4 separate regions of the Sus scrofa genome follow, and all the other regions are linked to region 4. A link is a contact called in public Hi-C, HiChIP or PLAC-seq and promoter capture Hi-C data. All regions are on one chromosome and are shown on one strand. Each heading gives the region's core, a stretch centred on a gene start, on an enhancer-like site or on the middle of the called end of the contact. The rest is flanking DNA. Distances are from core to core; before and after follow the strand shown. Region 1 holds the start of ANKRD13A (ankyrin repeat domain-containing protein 13A). Region 2 holds the start of RPLP0 (ribosomal phosphoprotein large PO subunit). Region 3 holds the start of SIRT4 (sirtuin 4). Region 4 holds the start of MLEC (malectin).

Region 1 (3,189 bases), core at 566-3,065, 390 kb after region 4:
GCTTGGATCCCGTGTTGCTATAGCTCTGGTATAGGCTGGCGGCTACGTCTCCGATTAGACTCCTAGCCTGGGAAGCTCCAAATGCCACAGGAGCGGCCCTAGAAAACACAAAAAGACAAAAAAAAAAAAAAAAAAAAAAAAAAAAGACCTGGCATTGCCTTGAGCTGCGGTGTAGGTCACAGACTCGGCTCAGATCCCGAGGTGCTGTGTAGGCTGGCAGCTACAGCTCTGATTAGACCCCTAGCTTGGGAACCTCCATATGCTGTGGGTGGGGCCCTAGAAAAAGGCAAAAAGGCAAAAATAAATAAATAAAAATAAATTAAAAAAAACAAAGCAAAACAAATACCTGGCCCATGATAGGCATCGAACATTTGCTGAATGGAGATCATAGTTGGGTTTACATATAATACACAAAATATTCATTAGCATTAGGGTCACACCTCTGCTCTCTATCACACTGATTAAACTCACTTCATTGCGTTTATCTCATACCATCCTGTATATTAGGTTATCTATCGTTATCCTCAAAATTGTGATTAAGAAATAATAGTAATATCAAATTCCAATAATAACAGAGGCTACTTTTTTTTTGCTTTTTGCTATTTCTTGGGCCGCTCCCGCAGCATATGGAGGTTCCCACGCTAGGGGTCTAGTTGGAGCTGCGCCACCGGCCTACGCCAGAGCCACAGCAACGTGGGATCCGAGCCGAGTCTGCAACCTACACCACAGCTCACAGCAACGCCGGATCGTGAACCCACTGAGCAAGGGCAGGGACTGAACCTGCAACCTCATGGTTCCTAGTCGGATTCGTTAACCATTGCGCCACGACGGGAACTTCAAGAGGCTACTATTAATGAGGGTTCACTCTGAGGCAAGCATACCACACTCTTCTGTGAATTATTCCATTTGTTCTTAGCCAGACAGTAAATATTTAGCTATACGTTTCATATATGAGTTTTGTTAAATATTCATCCTTTCCCTCTTCTCCTTCCTCTTTACAATCCTTCAAAAATGTAAAAATTAGGAGTTCCCTGTGTCGTGCAGTGGAAAGGAATCCAACCAGTAAACCTGAGGATGCAGGTCTGATCTCTGGCCTCGCTTAGTGGGTCCGGGATCTGGTGTTGCTGTGGGCTAGTGGGTAGGTCACAGGTGCAGCTGGGATCCCGCATTGCTATGGCTGTGGTGTAGGCTGACAGCTGTAGCTCCAATTTACCCCTAACCTGGGAACCTCCATATGGCCTAAAAAACAACAAAACAAGTAAAAATTAAGAGTTGATGGCCGAGCAATTAAGGACTCAGTTGTCACTGCTGTGGCTCGATTATTGCTATGGCTCCAGTTCCATCCCGGCCCTGAAACTTCCACATGCCAAAACACAACAAAAACAAAAAAATAAAACTATGAAAATCATTTTTAGGTGCAAGCCATACAAAAGAAAATTGTAGGCTAGCGGTAGATACACATTATCTTCCTCTAGCAGATTATATTAAAACTGCAGCATAAGGAAACACATAATATACCCTTATTTTACTTATTGTAGATCTAGCACAATTGAATGTTAGCTCCATAAAGACAGGAAATTTTGTCCTCTTGGCTCACTACTCTTTCTTCACTGCTTGGAACACTGTGTGTAATTTGCTGAATAAAGGAAAGAATATATAAATGAACTTGGCCAAAGTTATGCGAAATGACTTGACTACTGATTACCTCAGGCAGGTTGCAGCTGCAGACTTCTGGTTACTAGATTTGGTATTAATCAGTGCTGGGAAGAAGCGAATTTCTTCTGGAGAGGGAGACAAATTACAGAAAATTTGGAAGCAGGACGGAAGATCCTTGCCCTCACTCAATATGGCGACAGGGCAGCGTGCCCTTTCCGGTCACATGATCTGCCTATTGCCAAAGGGTGCCTCCCCGCGCGTGCGTGCTGGGCCGCGGCTGCGAGGCGCTCAGGGAGAGGCGCTGCCGCCAGCGCCGCCGCTGGGACCCGTTAGAGCGGAAGCGCCTCCGCCGCCGCCGCCGCCGCCGCCGCCTTCGCTGTCTCGGGGCCCCAGGTTCCCGGCAGGTGGGAGGCGGGAGCCATGTCGAAGCGGCTCCGGAGCAGCGAAGTGTGCGCTGACTGCAGCGGGCCAGGTGAGTCTCATCAGCCGGGCCCGCTCCCCTCAGCTCTCCTGGCCAGGACCCCTGCCCCGGGGCCGCCCCTCGAGCCGGGCGGGTCCCGGCAGTCGACCTCTGCATCCCATGCCTGGGGTCACGACGAGGAGGAAGGGGGGCGGTCTTGGGGCAGAACCTGCCCCTGGCCTGTCAGAGCCGGGCGGGCAGGGGGCCGCCGCCCTCCCGCCCCTCCTTTCCCTTTCGTTCACTCTGTCCCAGGCCGTCCGGGGAGGCGGTGGGGTCGGAGCCGCTTTCCTAACAGGAAGGGGCTTGGGCAATCCACAGGAAGGCCAATTACAGAAGTAAAATGCGAGCGTCTTCCCGGCTGCGGCCCCCAGAGACTGCAGGTGTCACCACCCCCTTCCCACAGTCACCCAAGACCCCCGTCCCCGGAGGCGCCCTGCTGGTAGTGGGCGACGCTCACCCCTTCCCTCCACTGAGACTCGCCAGAGGACCCCCATGGACGATTTCGCCATTTCTGGCATCCCGACTCCCGCTCCACGGCAGAGAGTCTCCAGGATGTCGGGGTCTTGCAAACGCCACCTGCACTTGGGAGGCAATGCTTGGCTCAGGTTCTGAGATCTGAACCGTCTGAGTTCAAACTAGATGTTCCCTCTGGGTGACCTTGGGCTGGTGACTTCATTTGGCCGAGTCTTCATTTCCTCATTTTTCCGATGGGGATAATGGGGAGTATGGTGCTTAGCGGTAGGGAAGATTCAGTGAATATTCTTAGCATCATCTCATTTAAATTTTTTTCCCCTATTGTGTACAGAACCTTTACAGTCCCTTAAAACTATAGTTGAATTTCTAAATCATGCATTAATTACAGCTTACAAAACCAACACACACCACATCACTGACAAGTAGACCCATTTGGGCATTTAGGCAATATAGGCATATGGCAGCACTGAAAGGCCAAAACTAAACCTCCCATGTGTAGTTTTCGTCTTAGCAGTTGGAACTGAGTTGACAGGTCTCTGTACTGTTCTCAGTGCTTGTATTTTTCTGCTTTGAATTTGAAGTAATTCAAAAGGTAAAAT
Region 2 (3,423 bases), core at 470-2,969, 380 kb before region 4:
TTCTTTTTTTCTTGCTTTTAAGGAGCCAAAATTAATGATAAGGCCTCTTCAGCCAAGCTGATTCTCCCCTCACCTTATTGGCCAGCAGCATGTCCCTGATCTCAGTGAGGTCCTCCTTGGTGAACACAAAGCCCACGTTCCCCCGGATGTGAGGCAACAGTCTGCAAAGAGAAGTTTACAAGAGACGGTTAACTTTGAGCACCATTCTTCTCCAGGAAAAGGGAGAAGGATGGACAAAGATGCCCAGGAGGAATGACTGACTTCTCCAGGGCTGGGTTGTTTTCCAGGTGCCCTCGGATGGCCTTGCGCATCATGGTGTTCTTGCCCATCAGCACCACGGCTTTCCCGCGGAGAGACATGCGGATCTGCTGCATCTGCTTGGAGCCCACATTGTCTGCTCCCACAATGAAGCATTTCGGATAATCATCCAGAAGTTGCTGCCCAAACAAGCCAGACACGAGCAATGTTAACAGAAGGAAAAAGAAAGGATCAAGAAAAACCAAATCCCACAATCTCAAGTTTCCGTTTCACTCACTCCTTTTTATGCTTTTCAAATGTCTGAGGTTAAGACAATTCCTCCTACTAGCAGGCACCTGAGCTGTGAGAGCCAGATTTGCCTAAGATTTGCTTGTGGGGTATGAATGGTAAGATCATGTTTCTACATTCAACCCAAAGGTTTAATTGTAGCTTCCATTCTTAATTTTTCTCAATTAAGGCATGTTTCTGATCCACTAAAATGGCTGCATTAACAAAACCCAGTTTTGAAAATACAAAGTAAGGCAAACACAGCAAAACATTACTTGTAGAATTTAGGTTTCAAGTATGGATCATTGAAAAATTCCTTTAAGTTTTTTGTCTCAAAATCATGAAAAATGGAAAACATAATGGACTAAGGTCCACAAAGCTGCCTAACGCCTAAAGAGCAGCATGACCTGATGATCAACAATTCTGGGCAGCGAAGACCCACCTCAAGGCCACCCAAAAGAAAACATTCACTGAATTAGTTTCTTGACAGGATCTAAATCTGCAGCAACTTGCCTCTTTATAATGAATCATTCAGTGCCTCAGACTTCCCCAAAGATGGATACAAAAAAGTAAAAGTATGACCAGAGATCTTTAGAAGTACTCTTAAGAGCCATTTAACCTGCCTGAGCCTGTTTATCTGCAACACAAGGAAGCAGAGGAACGCTGACCTCAGGAAATTATTAAGATTAAAGAAGACTTGCCTAAAACGACCTAATTTGATGGTTGGCCACCTGCAGGCACTCAGCACCTGGCCGCTGGTTGTCCCTATTACTGCCCCGGGCAAGGCACCACAGTGGGCGGCCGAGACCTACCCCGCACTTACGATTATCTTAAGGAAGTAGTTGGACTTCCAGGTCGCCCTGTCTTCCCTGGGCATCACGGCGGTGCGTCAGGGATTGCCACGCAGGGTTTAAAGACGATGTCACTGAGAAAAAAGAGAGAAAATTCAGCATACTCCAACACGCGTCCCCACGGAGCGGCGGGCTCCAAACCCGAGGCCTAGGGGAGGAGACCACTCTCCCGCGCCCGGCGGCCCGAACGGGCCCTGGACTTGCCGCCAGCGGAGCCCCAGGCCAGAGAGGCCTGGACCCCGCGGCCCCCGAAAATATACCCGAAAGCCTCATTTCTCCCGCCGCCAGTCCCCTACGCTACCACAGCGGACGAACAGACCTCACACGAGGACGCCTGGCGAGAGGAGGGCTGTACGCCGGCGCGAGTCTTTTATATGTGAACAAAACAGCCAATCCAAAGCCGCAGACAGCGCCCCCGCCTATTGGCTGGCTTCAACGTCTGTCTGGAGAAGCTGGGTTGATCTATGCAGCCATTGGATGGTATCGCTGCCACTCCAGCCAACGGGACGCTGCCTTTAAACACGGTAGCTAAAGAAAGCACTGCTGTGTGTGGAAGGAGGTTTCTCAGAGGTGCTTCCCTCTGCTGGGCTGGAGCTGTTCTCGTGTAGAGAAGCTAGAGTTTGTGACCTGAGTCCACGTTTCCTTCTGTCACCTGGCCAAGTCGCAAGCTGAAGAGTATGACGTGGAGCTGAGAAATAATTGTACATGGTTGAGAAGCAGAATGGTTTCTTGTTTCTTCTACAGTTCTTCGCTCTTTGGAAACAAAGGGATGCTTTAAAACCTAAGTCTCAGAGTTTCCATTATGGTTCTACGGGTTAAAGACCAGACGTAATCTCCGTGAGGATGCCGGTTCCATCCCTGGCCTCGCTCAGTGGGTTAAGGATCCGGCTTTGCAGCAAGCTGCAGCGTAGGTCACAGATGCGGCTCGAATCCGCAGCTGCAGCTCCCCATTCCACCCCTAAAAGGAAAATAATAATATGGAGTTCCCGTCGTGGCTCATGGTTAACGAATTCGACTAGAAACCCGCATTCGAGTGCGGGTTTGATCCCTGCACTCCGTCAGTGAGTTAAAGATCCCGCGTTGCCTAGAGCTGTGGTGTAGGTCGCAGACGCGGTTCGCATCCCGCGTTGCTGTGGCTCTGGCGTAGGCTGCTGGCTGCAGCTCCGATTCGACCCCTAGCCAGGGAACCTCCATATGCTGCACGCCCTAGAAAAGACAAAAAAAAGAAAACCCACTTCCACTCCCTCTTTCCTCTGTTCCTATAGCACTTACACAGCACACTATATAATTTGTTACATTGTTTCGTGTCTCTATTTTTGCCTTATACCTGGCATAATAGGCATATGCTAAATATTTGTTGAAGAAAAGAATGCAGGGTTTGCAATCAGATAACCTGGATCCATATTCTTGTTCTGCCACTTGCTGGTTGTGTCATCTCAGGAAGCGATTTCACCTTGCTGACTCTGTTTCTTTATCTGTAAAATGGAGATAATAGTATTCACATTCTAGAACTGTTATGAGGATTACTGCGAGATATGTGTTAGGACAACACAATTCCTGGAATGTAGGAGGAAATCACTGTGGATGTCAGCTTATTTTTTAATTTTTTAATTTAAAAAAATTTTTTTGTCTTTTTGTCTTTTTCCAGGGCCGCACCCAGGGCATACAGAGGTTCCCAGGCTAGGGGTCTAATGGGCACTGTAGCCACTGGCCTACACCACAACCACACCAACACGGCATCTGAGCGGTGTCTGCCACCTACACCACAGCTCATGGCAGCGCCAGATCCTTAACCCACTGAGCAAGGCCAGGGATCGAACCCACAACCTCATGGATCCTAGTCTGATTCATTAACCACTGAGCCACAACAGGAACTCCTAATTTTTTAATTTTTTAATTTTTTTTTTTTTTTTAGGGCCAGGGGGCTGCATGTGGAAATTCCCAGGCTAGGGGTGGAATTGGAGCTGTAGCTGCTGGCCTGTGCCACAGCCACAGCAACACGGGATCTGAGCCATGTCTGTAACCTACACCATAGCTCACGGCAATG
Region 3 (3,242 bases), core at 318-2,817, 310 kb before region 4:
TCCATGAACAGCAGCACAGAGATATCAGTCTGAGTCCTTGTTTTCAATTCTTTTGGGTGTATCTACCTAGAAGTAGAATATCTGGATCATGTGGTAATTCTCTGTTTAACCTCAAAGGGTTTTCTGTAGACACCTTAATTCAGAGGAGAGAGGCTGAAAGAGGCTATTTCCACAGAAATGCCCACAATTCATGAGTTTGAAGTTACTTTCACTCTCATTGCCTTGGCAAGTCAAAAGCTACTAGAAACATGTGCCTAGACTTGGTTCAGCTCTGAACTATATTCTCCAAAAGACTTGTTTTTTGCTACTAAATAAGATGCAAATAGTAGTCTCCAAGAAAATGACATTTCCTCCAGCATTTTATTATGAAAATTTTAAACATGAAACATTCAAAGTATTGCTTAATGACCATTTATGTAGTCATTGACTAGATGTAAAAAAATGACATAAGGAGTTTCCATTGTGGTTCATCAGGTTAAGAACCTGACTAGTATCCATGAGGATGCAGGTTTGGTCCCTGGCCTTGCTCAATGGATTAAGGATCCAGCATTGTCACAAGCTGTGGTGTAGGCTGGCAGCTGCAGCTCTAATTCAAGCCCTAGCCCAGGAACTTCCTTATGCCACAGGTGTGGGACTAAAAAGGAAAAAAACATGACATAAAAGGTCTGTTTGATGCTGATGGGTAATTAATTTTTTTTCACATCCATAACTGCCAGGGTGGGGGGGGAATACTAGCAATTTGATTAATTTAGAGTAATTTACTTTGATCCAATCAAGAACTTTGTCACTAATTTGTGGTGTGGTCGAGTCATGAGAAATAAAAAAACTAGGATCATCCAAAGAATTTCTCAGCCCTTGAGAATGTGTTTTTTTTTTGGCTTTCTGTCTTTGTAGGGCTAAACCCACAGGCATATGGAGGTTCCCAGGCTAGGGGTCCAGTTGGAGCTGTAACCACCGGCCTATATCACAGCCCCAGCAACATGGGATCCGAGCTGCATCTGTGACCTACACCACAGCTCACAGCAACACTGGATCCCTAGCCCACGGAACGAGGACAGGGATCAAACCTGTGTCCTCACACACGGATGCTGGCCAGGTTTGTTAACTGCTGAGCCATGGAAACTCCAAGAAAGTCTTGATTGGTGGCTCAATACACCCTGTCAGAATCTATCAAGGGAAATTGTGATTCACCAGCTGTCTTGGGTAACTTCATCCTCCATGGATGACTTCCCAGCGGCCCTGAAAAGAAAAAAAAAAAAAAATCTAGATCCAGTATTAAAGCTTCTAGCTTAAGAGAAAATGAATTCCTAAGTTATTGCTATTTGGATGTACTACATTGCACCCAGGACAGTAGCGTCCAAGCTCTTAACCACTTCTCAAACAGATGATAGGCTTGTTGGCTTTGGAAAAGCACACTTTGCAAACGAAGGTTGGAAACCTCTGACCAGAATGGGCCGACAGAGGCGCTATGGGACAATATGGGGCCCTCAAATGGGAAGCCCATAGAATTGTGGGACTTGTAGTTTTTTTTGCATCATTTCGGCTTCATGCACTACATTTCCCAAAATGCAAATATAGTCAGTCAGTCCCACTGCCGGGTGTGGAGTGTCCCTTAAACTGTGAAAGGTAAGTGTGTTCTGTTCAGGCTGCAGGTTTCTAAAAATTGTGGATTTCTCGTAAGGGATACCATTTCTCTTCTTTGCCCTTTGGTGGGAACTGGGAGACAGCAGCTGTTCCAACAGAGCGTTTTCAAAGGGATTTCCCAAGCCCTTTGGTCTCAGGAATCCAGATTATGTATTTGTCTAGCTGTTCACGTGTTGCTGTGGTGTGTCAAGGAGAAATCAGAGTCCTGATCCCAGATTTGGAAAGCTCAGCATGAAATAATGTTTACATATGGGGTACACGTCACTAGAGAATTTCTGCATTTGACCATGCAATATGTCAAAGCCTTGTTTTCACAACTAGAAAAGGTGGAGTAGATATTCCCTTGTGGCACAGCAGGTTAAGGATCCAGCCTTGTCACTGCAGTGGCTCAGGTTGCTGCTGTGGTGCAGGAACTTCCACATGCTGCAGGCATGGCAAAAAGAAAAAGAAAAAAAGAAAGAAAGAAAGAAAGACAAAAAGGCAAAGCAGGAGTTCCCATCGTGGCTCAGTGGTTAACGAATCCGACTAGGAACCATGAGGTTGTGGGTTTGATCCTTGGCCTAGCTTAGTGGGTTAAGGATCCGGTGTTGCCATGAGCTGTGGTGTAGGTTGCAGACACAGCTCTGATCTGGCGTTGCTGTGGCTGTGGTGTAGGCCGGCGGCCGTAGCTCTGATTAGACCCCTAGCCTGGGAAGCTCCATATGCTGCAGGTGCGGTCCTAAAAGGACAAAAAGACAAAAAAATAAAAAAATAAAATAAAATGGGAAGTAGGTTTATGGGACACACAGTTCCCCCAAGGGGTGTTATTAACTAAAAATATAAATGTATTCCTCTGATAGAGGCATCTTTAGATGTCACAAGTGGATTAACACCGAGCTATTGACGGTCTTAAAAGATACTGGGGTAGGCCATTAACCTTTTGAAGTTTATAAGAAATTCATTGCTGACCAGCCAGGTGTTACTAGGAGAGACAGAATAGGCCTAATGTTATGCTAGAATTGTGCTTTATCAATTTTTTTTCGCTTTTTAGGGCCATACGTGCGGCATATGGATGTTCCCAGGCTAGGGGTCGAATTGGAGCTGTAGCTGTCAGGTCTATGCCACAGCCACAGCAATGCCATATACTTAACCCACTAAGCAAGGCCAGGGATCGAACCTATGTCCTCATGAATACTAGTCAGATTCGTTACTGATGAGCCACAATAGGAATTCCTGTTTTATCAGTTTTTTACTTTACCTTTCTCCTATTTTCTATTTATTTTTAATTTTTAGAAAATGTTATGGCCACACTCAAGGCATATGGAAGTTCCCAGGCCAGGGACTGAGTCCCAGCCACAGCTGTGATCCATGCACAGCTGCAGCAATGCTGGATCCTTTAACCCACTGCACTGGGCTGGCAATCGAACCGACACCTCTGCAGTGATCCGAGTCACTGCAGTTGGATTCTTAACCCATGGCACCATGGTGGGAACTCTGACCTTTCTCTTTTTTAAAGTAGACTTTATTTTTTAGAGCCCCCCCTCTTTTTTTTAGGAAACCAAGATATACAGTTTCCCTTGGATGCAGAAAGCCTTGGCAGATTTGCCAGCCATAGTTAA
Region 4 (3,218 bases), core at 440-2,939:
CAAGGAATTCAGGGCCATTTATTTATTTATCTCTTCAGGTGCATTTAAATCCCCCACTTATACTCCATTTTGTTACCCCACTTTTCTGATTTAGAGCACTAATCTCTGTTCTAACGAAACTTGAATCAGGACTGTGATTCTCTCTCTCTCTTTTTTTTAAGGGCCACACCCACAGCAAATGGAGGTTCCCAGGCTAGGGGTCAAATCAGAGCTACAGCTGCCGGCCTACACCACAGCCACAGTTACACGAGATCCTTAACCCAGTGAGTGAAGGCAGGGATTGAACCTGTGTCTGTCCTCATGTATACTAGTCAGATTTATTTCCTCTGAGCCAGGATGGAACTCTTTTTTTCTTTTTAGGGCAGTACCTGTGGCACATGGAAGTTCGCTGCCATATGTGCCCCAAAGCATGCTTGATCCTTAACCCAAGGAGCAAGACCAGGGATCCAACTGCATCCTCGTGGATACTACTGTTAGGTTCTTAACCCGCTGAGCCACACCGGAAACTCCCGGGGCTGTGATTCTCATTTTGGACCCTGGGTGTGATTTCGTTCGTCGTTGCACAAAACAAATTGCCTGGCAGGTAGTAGGCAGGGTTGTCAGATAAAAAGCAAAAAAACTCTGTTAAGTTTGAATTTAGGCAAACAATAAATTATTTTTAGCTTAAGTATGTTCCACTTATTTGAAATTCAAATTTAACTGGGCTTCCTGTGTTTTATCTGCTAAATCTAGCAGAAGGGTCTCGATAAATATTTGTGGAACAAACGGGATTTTGCTTTGGCTCCGCCCTAAACTTGCGATGTGATCCCTTGGGCAATACTCGGCTCCTGAGACACAGTTCATCCGAGAGGTGGGAGTTCTGGCAGCGACCACGGCAAAGGGATCGCGAAGGGAGGAGAGCGCTGGATAAACTGCCAGAGCAGGGTGGGACCAGTGATCAAGCCTTTGCTGAACCTCCAGCTAGAGAAGCGCCCTCCGGTCCCTTTGCCTGGGCCGGGAAAGCCCCAGCCCCGCCCCTTCACAGCTGTCGCCATGGAAACCCGGGTAGCCTGGAGCCCCGCCCCCAAAAGCCACGCGTTTCCGCTGCGTTGGAGGCTTCTGATTGGACGGCTATCTGGACGCTACCACCAGCCCCGAATCCTCTTAGGGGTGGGGGCGGGATCTCGTCCTCGTGGGACCCTTTCCCTGAAAAACCTGTGCTTGTGGCCTTTCTGGGGGAGGACGGGTTTTATGCCTCACTCAGCGAAAAAGACTAAGTCTCAGGTCGGAAGATGTCCACTGCTCTTCCTAGAGCTTATGTTTATGCCCAGAGAAAGAGGGGGCGGGAAAGTCAGTAACGCCCCCTCAGGAACCTATTCAGTCCCCCAAATCTGGAGCACCGGAAGTGCTGGCGACGTGTCAGTGCGCCCTACCCTAAACCTTCCCCCCAGTCCACCTTTCTTATTCAGCTGCGGAATTCCGGGGCCGCCTGGGCGCTGCACCCTACCACTTCCGCACTGAACCGCCGCTTCAACCGAACTCCCAACCTCTGCGCGCGCTCCCTCTCGTGCCTGATGGTTGGGCTGGCGCCTGGGAGTAGCCACGCCCCTTCTCGCGTGTGGCAGCCAATGGGAGGATGCCTCCCGGCGGGGTGGTGGATAATTAATGAGGGCTGGGCGCTGATTGGATGCAGGGTCGTGGCCGGGGGCTGGGCGCTGGGGTAGGTTGTTCCCAAGGTGGGAGGCGGCACCGTGGCTGAGAAAGAGGCCTGAGAGCGACATGTCCCCAGCAGCTGAGGCACAGCGGCCCGTGGCGCTGTTTTTCTGAGTCCGGGGCGGCCTGGCGGCCGGCTGAGAACTAGGCTCGGCGGAGGCTGCCCCCGCTGTGGTGGCCGCCATGCTGGGCGCCCGGGCGGTTGAGGGAGCCGCTGTGGCGTTCCTGCGACTGCTGCTCCTCCTGCTGCTGCCGGCGCTCCGGGAGCCGGGGTTCGGCGTGGTTGGCTTGGCGGGGGCCGGGCTGCCCGAGAGCGTGATTTGGGCCGTTAACGCGGGCGGGGAGGCGCATGTGGACGTGCACGGGATCCACTTCCGCAAGGACCCTCTGGAAGGCCGGGTGGGCCGAGGTGAGAGCCCCTCGGTAGAGTCTCTGGATCCTGGGCCTGCGTTGCCGGGCGCAGCACGCCGAGGGCTGCGGGCCCCAAGCCCAAGCCACGTCTCTGGAGTGAAGTTTCTCTCTACTGTTTCCTCGGTGACCCGATAAGAGCCCAGAGCTTGGTGCTGATTTGAAGCTACCAAGAGCCTTAGAGTCAGAGTTGGCGAGAAGTTATATTTGGACCTCGCACTCTGCATTTTCGTAACCTCTCACCTCCACGGGAGCTGGGAAAGTAAAGACGAGGGCGGCCTATTGCCACCTCGAGGCCTCACAGGTTTTTCGGTTATCGGTGTCTCTCTCCTGGTGGTTTTGCTCTCCTTTCAAGTCAGTTTCTGGTAGATTCCTGCCGACCCAGAAATCGGCCACTTTTCTTATCTCTTGTGCAGGAGCTGGGCTTGATTCTTAGCCAGAAAAAAAAGGAATTTTGAAGAGGATAGGCCAGGAAAGTTTTGATTGTAGCCTCCTCCCCCACCCCCCTTTGGAGCGAGGAGGGTGTGTGTGCTTAAAAGTAGAAGCTGCAGGCCCTCCCTAGAGGGTGGTTATATTGAAACCTTACTGCGCAGGAGGCTGGTGGTGTTTCAACTGGGTCAGTCAGTGTAAGATCCGAATATTCTATCCGCCAGTGCAGAGAACCTACCCTCAGTGGTCTTGAGAGGTGTGATTCCATCTTATGGGGAAAATGATTTGATTTAATTGATAGAACAGCAGTCATTTTTACAGAGCCGAACAGTTCTCAAAGTCAGTGTAAGAACTGCCAGGAGAGCGGGTGAAAAATGAAAATTTTAGACCTGTAGATTAAACCCAGGTTTCTGCACCAGGGCCTTATGATGTAGGTCATGCCAGACGACTCTGGGAATATCTGCTCTGGACTCTCTGTCTTCTGTCAGTAGGATTGGAAAACAGGTTTAAGAAGGAAGTTCTTGCTTCATGTGTTGGAAGGAGATTTATGCTGTATGCTGGGTTCAGAAGCTGCCAAATCGGCAATACGCCATCTCCAGAAAACTAGGAGACAGACTTTCTCTCTCTCTTTTTTTTTCCCCCCACGATGCCCAGATTTGGATCTTGCCTTTCCTAAAGGGTTTAACTTA

Evidence for each region. Promoter capture Hi-C pulls out the DNA fragments that hold promoters and counts their contacts. Hi-C and Micro-C count contacts between places; a contact is called where the count stands out from the background. HiChIP or PLAC-seq counts read pairs in DNA pulled down with a chosen protein or histone mark.
Region 1: an H3K27ac HiChIP or PLAC-seq map of alveolar macrophages shows a contact between it and region 4. The contact joins the promoter of ANKRD13A here to the promoter of MLEC in region 4. A contact is called at or near these places in 1 of 5 promoter capture datasets (liver) and 1 of 2 datasets of contacts at active chromatin or transcription factors (alveolar macrophages).
Region 2: a contact with region 4 is called in a Hi-C map of mesenteric adipose tissue, with 2.0 times the contacts expected there. The contact joins the promoter of RPLP0 here to the promoter of MLEC in region 4. A contact is called at or near these places in 4 of 47 Hi-C or Micro-C datasets (alveolar macrophages, heart right ventricle, liver and 1 more).
Region 3: a promoter capture Hi-C map of fetal liver shows a contact between it and region 4, with 2.1 times the contacts expected there. The contact joins the promoter of SIRT4 here to the promoter of MLEC in region 4. A contact is called at or near these places in 2 of 5 promoter capture datasets (fetal liver and liver), 2 of 47 Hi-C or Micro-C datasets (liver and skeletal muscle) and 1 of 2 datasets of contacts at active chromatin or transcription factors (alveolar macrophages).

Annotation. Positions count from the first base shown.
Region 1 is chr14:40,994,067-40,997,255 of Sscrofa11.1, forward strand. ANKRD13A (ankyrin repeat domain-containing protein 13A) reads right to left here and starts at 1,816. Exons shown (of 15, transcript XM_021074290.1): 1 at 1,706-1,816. It overlaps GIT2 (ARF GTPase-activating protein GIT2), which reads left to right and starts at 1,920. Exons shown (of 18, transcript XM_003483442.4): 1 at 1,920-2,128. The coding sequence starts at 2,077.
Region 2 is chr14:40,222,224-40,225,646 of Sscrofa11.1, forward strand. RPLP0 (ribosomal phosphoprotein large PO subunit) reads right to left here and starts at 1,720. Exons shown (of 8, transcript NM_001098598.1): 1 at 1,696-1,720; 2 at 1,349-1,450; 3 at 262-437; 4 at 74-161. The coding sequence starts at 1,402.
Region 3 is chr14:40,288,721-40,291,962 of Sscrofa11.1, forward strand. SIRT4 (sirtuin 4) reads left to right here and starts at 1,568. Exons shown (of 5, transcript NM_001114270.2): 1 at 1,568-1,626. LOC102165911 (a long non-coding RNA gene) reads right to left here. Exons shown (of 4, transcript XR_002338550.1): 3 at 1,192-1,239.
Region 4 is chr14:40,600,293-40,603,510 of Sscrofa11.1, forward strand. It overlaps MLEC (malectin), which reads left to right and starts at 1,690. Exons shown (of 5, transcript XM_001928694.6): 1 at 1,690-2,101. The coding sequence starts at 1,876.